Regions from separate parts of the Sorghum bicolor genome. Here region 1 is linked to region 2. A link is a contact called in public HiCAR-type data. All regions are on one chromosome and are shown on one strand. The core of a region is the stretch at or near the end of the contact, and the rest is flanking DNA. Distances in the headings are between cores, read along the strand shown.

Evidence for each region. HiCAR-type assays count read pairs that join an accessible place to other places.
Region 1: a HiCAR-type map of leaf shows a contact between it and region 2, with 3 times the contacts expected there. The contact joins the promoter of LOC8070009 here to the promoter of LOC8073506 in region 2. A contact is called at or near these places in 1 of 4 Hi-C or Micro-C datasets (leaf mesophyll) and 1 of 1 datasets of contacts at active chromatin or transcription factors (leaf).

What each region holds. Positions count from the first base shown.
Region 1 is chr7:50,843,754-50,848,631 of Sorghum_bicolor_NCBIv3, forward strand. It overlaps LOC8070009 (protein Dr1 homolog), which reads left to right and starts at 2,017. Exons shown (of 5, transcript XM_002444227.2): 1 at 2,017-2,247; 2 at 3,632-3,721; 3 at 4,328-4,422. The coding sequence starts at 2,193.
Region 2 is chr7:50,460,436-50,465,085 of Sorghum_bicolor_NCBIv3, forward strand. It overlaps LOC8073506 (probable phospholipid-transporting ATPase 8), which reads left to right and starts at 1,995. Exons shown (of 11, transcript XM_002444222.2): 1 at 1,995-2,576; 2 at 3,668-4,650. The coding sequence starts at 2,139. LOC110437076 reads right to left here and starts at 486. Exons shown (of 10, transcript XR_002455158.1): 1 at 1-486.

The DNA.
Region 1 (4,878 bases), core at 767-3,266, 380 kb after region 2:
TAGGTGGGTTGATACATCCATCTATGAGTGCCCACAACTCTCAAATCCAAATCCATAAGTAAAAACCCTGTTTAAAAATAGAACCAAAAACCTCTGATGTTATGTTCGCTTATAGAAAGCAGGGCCGGCTCTAAGGGAGGGGCAGGTAGTGCGACCGCCGAGGGCCCATGAAGCTTGGGGGCCCAAGACAATATAGGTAATTAGCACATATAATTTTCTATTTGGCATAATAAGCATTTGAAGATCCAAGACAAACTAGTCAAAGTCGTAGATTACTCTTCCTTCTAGTCCTATTCTACATAACGGTAGGGACATCAGATAGTATATATGCCATCACAGTAAGCAAGACACCAACAGCCATGATGGATTAGTATTTTCAATTTTTTTTCTTGTTTGTTTTGTGTATTCGCTATGCTCGTATAGTGCTAGGGCCTAGCATTATAAATTTATAATTCAATGTAGTTATCTGAATATATTAGATGTTGCCTAAGAAGCATTTGTTGGGTACTTAAAAAAGAAAAGAAACACAAGAAGAACAAAGTATTGTTATATTTTATGAATTATACATATATTGTAAAGTATTTTTTATTATTCGTGTTATATACAATAATTTTGATATAAAAGTTAGTTGAACGAGCTTTTGTCTTCTTACTTGCCCAAGGGCCCTTAAAATTGTAGAGCCGGCCCTGATAGAAAGGCATTTCACTTTGTAGTATGTGTGATCAAGAGTCAGAAACAACTCCCTTTGTCCGCACTGCCCTTTTACTTCTATGAGTACATAAGAGCATGGAACATTAATGTGGTTAGGAGACCTTACCATCAAGATCGGTGGGCATAGTCGTTGTAGAACTAAAATGCCCAACAATAAAAGAATAATTGTAGCCTTTTCTGTTTACACGACTTGAAACATTTGGAAGGATGTAATTGTCGTATATTTGAAGGCAAAGCTTCTATTGTTAACTAAGGTATTGTTTAGTTCACTCAAAAAACCAAAATCTTTTCAAGATTCCCCGTCATATCGAATCTTACGGTACATGCATGGAGTATTAAATATAGACAAAAATAAAAACTAATTATACAGTTTACCTGTAAATCACGAGATGAATCATGATTAGATAGTGTTGAGGAGATAGCACCCAAGAGAAAAAAGGTCTTGTTTGGAACCGCTTATAATCATTTTCATATATAATCATCGCACCGCGGAGATTTTTTTTGATTCTTGATTGTCGATTTTGCTAGTTTAAAGTTCTGGAGCAATGATCAAAAGAATTAGAAATAATCTAAGCATTCGGCACACCTGAATCAGGTTATAAGTGAAAACAAATATGGCCAAAAGCGTGTGGTCATCTGCCCTGTCTTTTTTTTTGTTTGAGCTTCCATTGTAAAACTCGCTTAATTTTCAAAAACACACACAAAAATTTTTTTGAGCGCGATGCTTACAGGAGCACCGCCTGAGCTGTTCGAGCACTGCATACGGTGGAAACTTGATTAGTCCATCATCAGTCATCACTACAGCGAGTCCGTGCTCAGCGTGGGTCCCACATTTGAAGAAACTACTACTCGTAAGCAAAAACGCACTTCAGGGACTATAATGAAATATTCTATTTTCTGATCGTGACGCGCAACTAGGGATGAAAACGGATCGGATACGGACGGATATCACTGATATCATATTTGTTTTCATAATTTTGGTCGGATTCGGATTCGAATACGGATAATATCAATCATGTCGGATAAGATATGATTGGATGTCGACATTATAAATACATGATTTAAGTATTCGGATACGGATACGGTATCGGATGTTGACTCTTCGGACTCGGATACAGACAGATCTGAAACCCTCTAAACAAATTCGGTCTCGAATACGGTCGGAAAATATCCGTACCGTTTTCATCCCTACGCGCAACGCACGCTCGATTTCCATCATAAGCCTGTAACAGAAATACTGAAACAACCCAGGGGTGTAACTGCAAAATACGCGCTTCGTTTTTTTTTACCCTTTCTATTCCTCTCCGGACTTCAACCCCACCTTCTTCCACCCTCGTATTGTCCCCGGCTCACCGCGCGCCCTAACCCTAGCTCCTCGATTCCACTCTGCCCCGAGCCGAATTCTCGCCCGAATTCGCTCGCGGGGGGCACTCGCTACCTCGCCCGCCTTCCGTCGCGCGGATTCGGTGCCGCGCCTGGAGATGGACCCGATGGACATCGTGGGCAAGTCCAAGGAGGACGTCTCCCTCCCCAAATGTAAGCTCCCTGGCCTCGTGTTACCCTACCCTCGTAGAAGCCGTATTCTGGCGCCTTTTATCGTGTTGAAATTTGACGCCATTAGGGGTGGGTGTCGTGTGTGTGTGTGCACGCGTGCTCTTCTTGGTCTGAATAATCTCGTTAGCTGGGTTTGGTTTGCGTAATCTTGTCAGATGCTACGCTAGGAAGCTGGGGGGTTTTGAAGCGATGCTGTGAGGAAGTTTAGGTTTGTCCTAAGTGCTATTCAATTTCTGCGCCAATCCGTATGTAGGATGGTTGTCCTGGGGCTTGTGGCGAAGTCTTGAATTTCGTGGATCGTGGATAGCTAAATCTGGTAGCCCTGTTGATAGTCAGGGGTTAGTCGACCTTTTTAATTGAAGGGAGTATAGTGGTGCTAGTTGATAGCTGATGTTGTTGCCCCTGGTTTGTTGTTTGTCTTCTAGTGGGATTCATGTTTTCTTATTGCTAAAAGATTGGGCGGTGCTTTTAAGTCCGTGTGTATAGTCATGTAACGCCTAAACTGTCGTGTTAAATGGAGATGTCGTTGGGCTATCTTGCTTGGAGTTACTCGCTTCAGTCTGGTTTATAAGGCGTGTGAGAGAGTTTTGGAAGAAGTCCACTATGTAGGGTGGATGGGGAATCTGATGAGTATTAGGCAGAGTATTAATGCGTCATGGGAGCTTAATTATTCTTTGCCTGGCACCATGCAAACTACTATGAGGTGGCACTATATAGTTCATTTATTGGGGGTATGCTTGAGTGCTCTGGACGGATCCAATACAAGGCTTCGACATGGCATGTAAGGGACCATGGGAGCTTAGCATTTGGCGCTGGTTTAATACAATTCCTCGGTCTCTTGGTGCTCCTTGTTATATGGAATTTGAGCCCCTGTGCCTTACAAACAGGACTGGATGGACTAGTAACTTAGTGTAGTTTTGATTTTGATGGTTTCGAGTTGAACTATGACAGTCCAGTTGTTGGAAATGTTGCATCATGTAATGGTTTGGTTCTTGTTGTGGCTTGGTATATGAAATCTCTTCTGTAAATTGTATGGCTGTTTGTGATAACATAGGAAAAGAGGGCTTTGTTTCATAATTTGGTATGTTTTTTCATATATTGTGGATTATACTTAGAATGTTTGATGACTATTATTATATAATAGTATGTATTGGGTTATCTTTTAATTAATGTCATACCATGAAATGTGAATGAACAATTATATGGAGTTACAACTATGCTAATATGATGTTTTTTCCAAATTAGTGCTATGTGATTTGAATAAAGTTCCTTGAACCTGGGTGGGAGCAGATCATCAATTGACGTCATTTTGTTTACAGAGTGTTTAAAATCTTGTACTAATTGAACTTTCTGCTTTGTGTTTTAGCAACAATGTTTAAGATAATTAAGGAGATGCTTCCTCCTGATGTACGAGTGGCAAGAGATGCACAGGATCTTCTTGTTGAATGCTGCGTAGGTAAGACATTTGGGTGCTGTACAGTATACACCACTATAGTATCATCCATCATATGGTATAACTTGTATGCTCAACTATGCAAGAATCACTGTTTGAATAACATGGCTCTGCACATGTATCTTCTTGTAAATTACAGCCTGACATGAATTGTTGTCCTTGAAATATCATTTTGGAGCACTGAGCTTTCTGGTTGTAGTTCAGAAGACAACGTAAGTGTCAGCATTAAAAATATACTGCACAATGCTGACTGTATTAACATATATGGTTATCTGTTTGATTTGTCTGGGAGCTTTCAAGCTTGCAGGTCATCTTGTGAAGGATAATAGATAATAAAAGATTGAATATGTTTTTTTAGTAGGATAACATAGATAAACTTGCAAGTTTATATCATTTCATATGCTGTCTTCATGAGAGCCAATATACTCCTACAATATTTTGTTCATTACTCATTAATGAAGTAACTACACAGCTTGTTCTGTTTAAATGGTTTACACTTGTATGGATCTCTCTCGCACAGCCTTACTTTCAACAAAAAAAAAAATCTTTGTAAGCATAGAGTTTGGGGTCTCATTTTCTAATCTAACTACTTGTAAAACCAATTTTCAGAGTTCATCAATCTCCTTTCATCTGAATCCAATGAAGTGTGCAGCAGAGAAGAGAAGAAAACGATTGCTCCTGAGCATGTTCTTAAGGCTCTAAGTGTTAGTATTTCTCCTTTCATATTTTTTTTATGTTTTGTTTCTCAAAGAATAATTTGAGGTAAACACAGGATTAGGTATGATGTTATCCTTGATGGTTTTGGGGGTTCTTGGTGAACTTTCATTATTTGGCTTTAATTTTGTGTAAACATGCTTTTGTAGATGCTTGTTTAATATATAGAAGCACATCATCTTTATCATTCCATTTTCTGCAAACTCTGTGTAAATATAATAATATACTTGGGGACAGTGTCTAAGAGAATCATATCAGTGATTAGCACAATCTAGAAGGTGAACATTTGAGTTCATCTAATCTGGTATAATAGACCATAACAAAATTTTGAGTTAACAGAATATTTGGGAGACTGTTAATACGTTCTGGCCTTCTGGGAGATGCATTTGATATGTGCTACTGCTACCTTTGTATATACTCCCTCCCAGAATGAATCAATTTAGTTG
Region 2 (4,650 bases), core at 745-3,244:
GCTGGCTATGGAGGCACTAGATCTGGTCATGGAGGCACCGGATCCGGCTGCGGAGTCGTCGGAACAGCCGCTAATAGCCGTGCAACGTCTGTCGTGGGGGCTTGCCCGTGGCTGTGGCCGTCGCACCGGGTTGTGGCTGCGCTTGGGGGTAGCCTCGCCTGGACGCCATGTTGCCGCAGCACCACGCCGAGGGCCGCCGCGCTAGGGGCGGCCTCGCCTGGGCGCCACGCCGCCGCGCAAGGCGCCTGCCCTAGCCACCATCGCCGCGGGAAAGGAGGGAGAGGGAGGAGGCTGGCCAATATGTCGCCACGCCGGAAGAGAGCGAGAGAGGGAGAGGAAGGGGAGGCACAGGCGGGGGCGGCGGCGGCGGCGTGCTGTGGGAGGAGCGACAGGCTGAGTCATCGCCTCGTCAGGCGTAGGAGGGAGCACGGGAAGAGTCGAGAAGGAGAGAGAGAGAACGAGGAGGAGAGAGGAGGAGGTGAGAAGCTAGATAGAGAAGCAGAAGTTGTGATATATATTTGCTTCTCTAGATTCGAAAAAGAAGCGAGGGAAGCAGGGGAAAGTGGGAGAAGCTGAGAAGAAGCGCGAGAAGCCGCTCCAAACGATTTGAGCCACACGATCGAAGATCCAACGGCCAGTAGAATTTTGGGCGACGTGGACCCTGCTTCTCATCTGGAAGCCACCGGATGGTTTAGAAGAGAAAAGAGGTGTTTGTTTGGAGGGACTAAAGTTTAATAAGTATTGTAGCACATTTATAACTATAACAATTAGTGTCCAATCATGGACTAATTAGGCTTAAAAATTATTTCGCAAATTATTCTGTAGCTGTGTTTTTAACTTTGTAAATAGTCTCTATATTTAATACTTCATACATATATTCAAGTATTCGATATGATAGAAAAAATTATAAGAGGGAACCAAACATGGCCTAACACTATCAGATCACAAATTCTCGAGCTGCCCTCTCACGATCTAGACGTGTTAAAGATTTACCCATGCGTGATCTTTCGTTGTATTTAACAAATATTGTCTAATTATAGACTAACTAGGTTCTAAAGATTCATCTTGCAAATTAAAGGTAAACTGTGTAATTTAGGCCTTGTTTAGTTCCAAAATTTTTGTAAAATGCTTACTGTAGCACTTTCGTTTGTATTTGAAAAATATTATCCAATCATGAACTAACTAGGCTCAAAAGATTCGTGTCGCAAATTACAGGTAAACTGCGTAATTAGTTTTTGTTTTTATCTATATTTAATGCCCCATGCATGTGCCGCGAGATTCGATGTGACGAGGAACATCTCAAAAATTTTGTAAAATATTTTGGAAACTAAACAAAGGTCTACTCCATGCATGTGCCGCAAGATTCGATGTGACGCGAAATCTAAAAAATTTTACAAATTTTTTAAAACTAAACAAGGCCTTATTTAGTTTTCAAAATTTTTTATGATTTCTCATCACATTAAATCTTTGGACGCATGTATAGAGTATTAAATCTAGATAAAAAAATAACTAATTACACAAAATTTACTTATAATTTATTAGACGAATGTTTTGAGCCTAATTAGTCCATAATAAAATAATAATTATTAAATATAAACAAAAGTAATATAAGAACCAAACTCAAATTTTTTTACCAACTAAACCGGACCTTAAAGCTGATGGTGCCTTGAGTGTGTGGGGAGTTATTCTAGATTCAAAAGCCGGTTCCCGGTGTCGTCGTGACATCCTCATCATCAGAAATTGAAAGGCCGGCGCCCATCAACAAGGCCCCACATGGTCTCCCCTTTTCGAGGAAGCGAAAGAGCAAAGCAAACCGCCGGAGGAAAAAGCACAAGCGCGTCGCCACGTGGCTGGGACCACACCCCTGACCCCACCGCACACTCTATATCCCCAGTTCCGCACAGGCACACGGCCCCACCTGCCGGCCGCGTCTACCTCCTTCCGTCCGTTCTCCAGGCCGTGTCCAAACTCCAAAGCACCACTCCCACTCCCTCCGCCCACGCGCACGGCGCGCCCGTCCTGTGCACACATCACAACACCACACGCCGCGCTCGTCAGTTGTCACGCACCCCACGACGCCCACGCCCCAACCGTCCCTCCAAACCCAGATCCTCCCCCGCCTCGCCTCACCCACCACCATGCCCATGGACACAGACGAGCGCCCCCTCGTCGAGCTCGCCTCCGCCTCCGCCGGCGCCGCTGCGGCCGCCACTACTCCCACCGCCTCGACCTCCGCCTCCGCTCCCTTCCCGGCCCCTGCCACACCGGGGTTCTCCCGCGCGGTCCGCTGCAACGCGCCCGCTTCCTCGCTCCCGGGCACCGATGGCGGCGCGCAGCAGCCGGCGTACCCGGGGAACGCGATCTCGACGACCAAGTACACGCCCGCGAGCTTCGTGCCCAAGTCGCTCTTCGAGCAGTTCCGCCGCGCCGCCAACTGCTTCTTCCTCGTCGTCGCCTGCGTCTCCTTCAGCCCGCTCGCGCCCTACCGCGCCGTCTCCGTCCTGCTCCCGCTCGTCGTCGTCGTCAGCGCCGCCATGGCCAAGGAGGCCGTCGAGGACTGGCGCCGGAAGCAGCAGGTGAGCGCGCACTGCTCTGCTCTGCTCTGCTGTACCTCCACGGGTTCAGCAAAGGCATTGGGACTGGTGGATGCTGATGTCTCTCTCCCGCCGAGTTGGTTGGGTTGGTTGGCCTGACGGCATTGGGGTAGGCAAATGTTGTTCATTGGATTTGTTGCTTAATGCTCGGGGATAATGGGTGGTTTTGATCTGAAATGTGGCGCGTCACCTCGATAGTCAATACTAACAATTCTGTGCGCCTACAAGGCAGTTTTTAATAGTTGTAGTGCATCTCTGCTTCATTTTCTTTTACGAGACTCTCAAATGTACAGTGTCCAGATCCCAGGGGGTAGTTAGAGAGTTCAATGCCTTTTCAGTCACTCAAACGCACTGTCATTTGGCTGTAGGTAGGATGTCATAATGGCATGTTTGCCTGCCTGGGATTGTGGACGGCCGTACTTTGCCTGTGTTTGTGATCAGAAGGGATTGCATTAATTTCTAGGGAGCGAGATAACTTTATGTTTTGTGCACTTGTGCTTCCTACTCGCCTACTGTCTTAAAACATTTGTGCCATAACATAGTTGTTTACGGCCTTGTTTAGTTCACCCCGAAATCCAAAAAGTTTTCAAGATTCTCTGTCACATCGAATCTTGCGGTACATGCATGAAGCATTAAATATAGACGAAAACAAAAACTAATCACACAATTTGACTCAAAAACTAATCACACAATTTGACTGTAAATCACGAGACGAATCTTTTGACTCTAGTTAGTCTATGATTGGACAATATTTACCACAAACAAACGAAAATGCTACAGTTCCGAAAACTTTTCAGTTTTCGGAACTAAACAAGGCCTACATATCCAGGGTAGTTGTATCTCCTATCAAGCTGTGTTGATAAGGCTTCAGCAAATACTATGTTTCTTTTTTCTCTGGGATACCCACACAAACTTTTGTTTGATTAACATATATATGTTTAAGCTATATCTGCTGTGTTAATGAAGTTTGAACTGAAAACATATTGTGTGGAAGTAATTTCCCAGCCATATATACATGCTGTTTTGTTTAATATTTACTGAACTGAATTTGTTTTTGACCTTCTTTTACATAGGACATAGAAGTGAACAATAGGAAGGTTGAGGTGTTTGATGGGATCCAATCATTTCATGAGACGGAATGGAAGAAGCTTCGAGTTGGCGATATAGTTAAAGTTAAAAAGGATGAGTTCTTCCCTGCTGATCTTCTTTTCCTTTCGTCTAGCTCTGATGATGGATTATGCTATGTGGAGACAATGAATCTTGATGGTGAGACAAACTTGAAGCGGAAACAGGCATTAGAGGTGACTATGGGCTTGAATGATGACCAGGTTTTCCATAGTTTCAAGGCTTTCATTCGATGTGAGGATCCGAATGAGAAACTGTATTCTTTCTTAGGAACTCTGTACTACAATGGGCAACAATATTCTCTGTCTCCGGAACAGATCCTGCTAAGGGACTCAAAACTTCGTAATACAATGTGTATATATGGCACTGTAATATTTACGGGACATGATACAAAGGTGATGCAAAATGCAATGGAGCCACCGTCAAAGAGGAGTTCAGTTGAACGAAGGATGGATAAAATAATATATCTCCTTTTTGTGATTCTCTTTGCTATTGCAACGTTCGGGTCAGTTGTGTTTGGAATGAAAACAAAGCATGAGGTAAGTCCAGGAAACTATGCATGGTACCTCAGACCAGATCAAGCAAATATATTCTTTGATCCAAACAATGCATCATTTGCAGCCTTCTGCCATTTTCTCACAAGCCTGATGCTGTATGTGTGCTTGGTGCCTATTTCATTGTATATATCGATAGAAATTGTCAAGGTGTTACAGAGCACATTCATAAATCAAGACCAGAATATGTATTGTGCAGAGTCTGATAAACCTGCAAGAGCTCGCACTTCAAATTTGAATGAAGAACTTGGTCAAGTTCACACTATACTGTCTGACAAAACAGGGACATTAACATGCAATTCAATGGAGTTCTTGAAATGTTCTATTGCTGGTGTTGCTTATGGAAATATGGCTACAGAAGTGGTGACATGTTATGG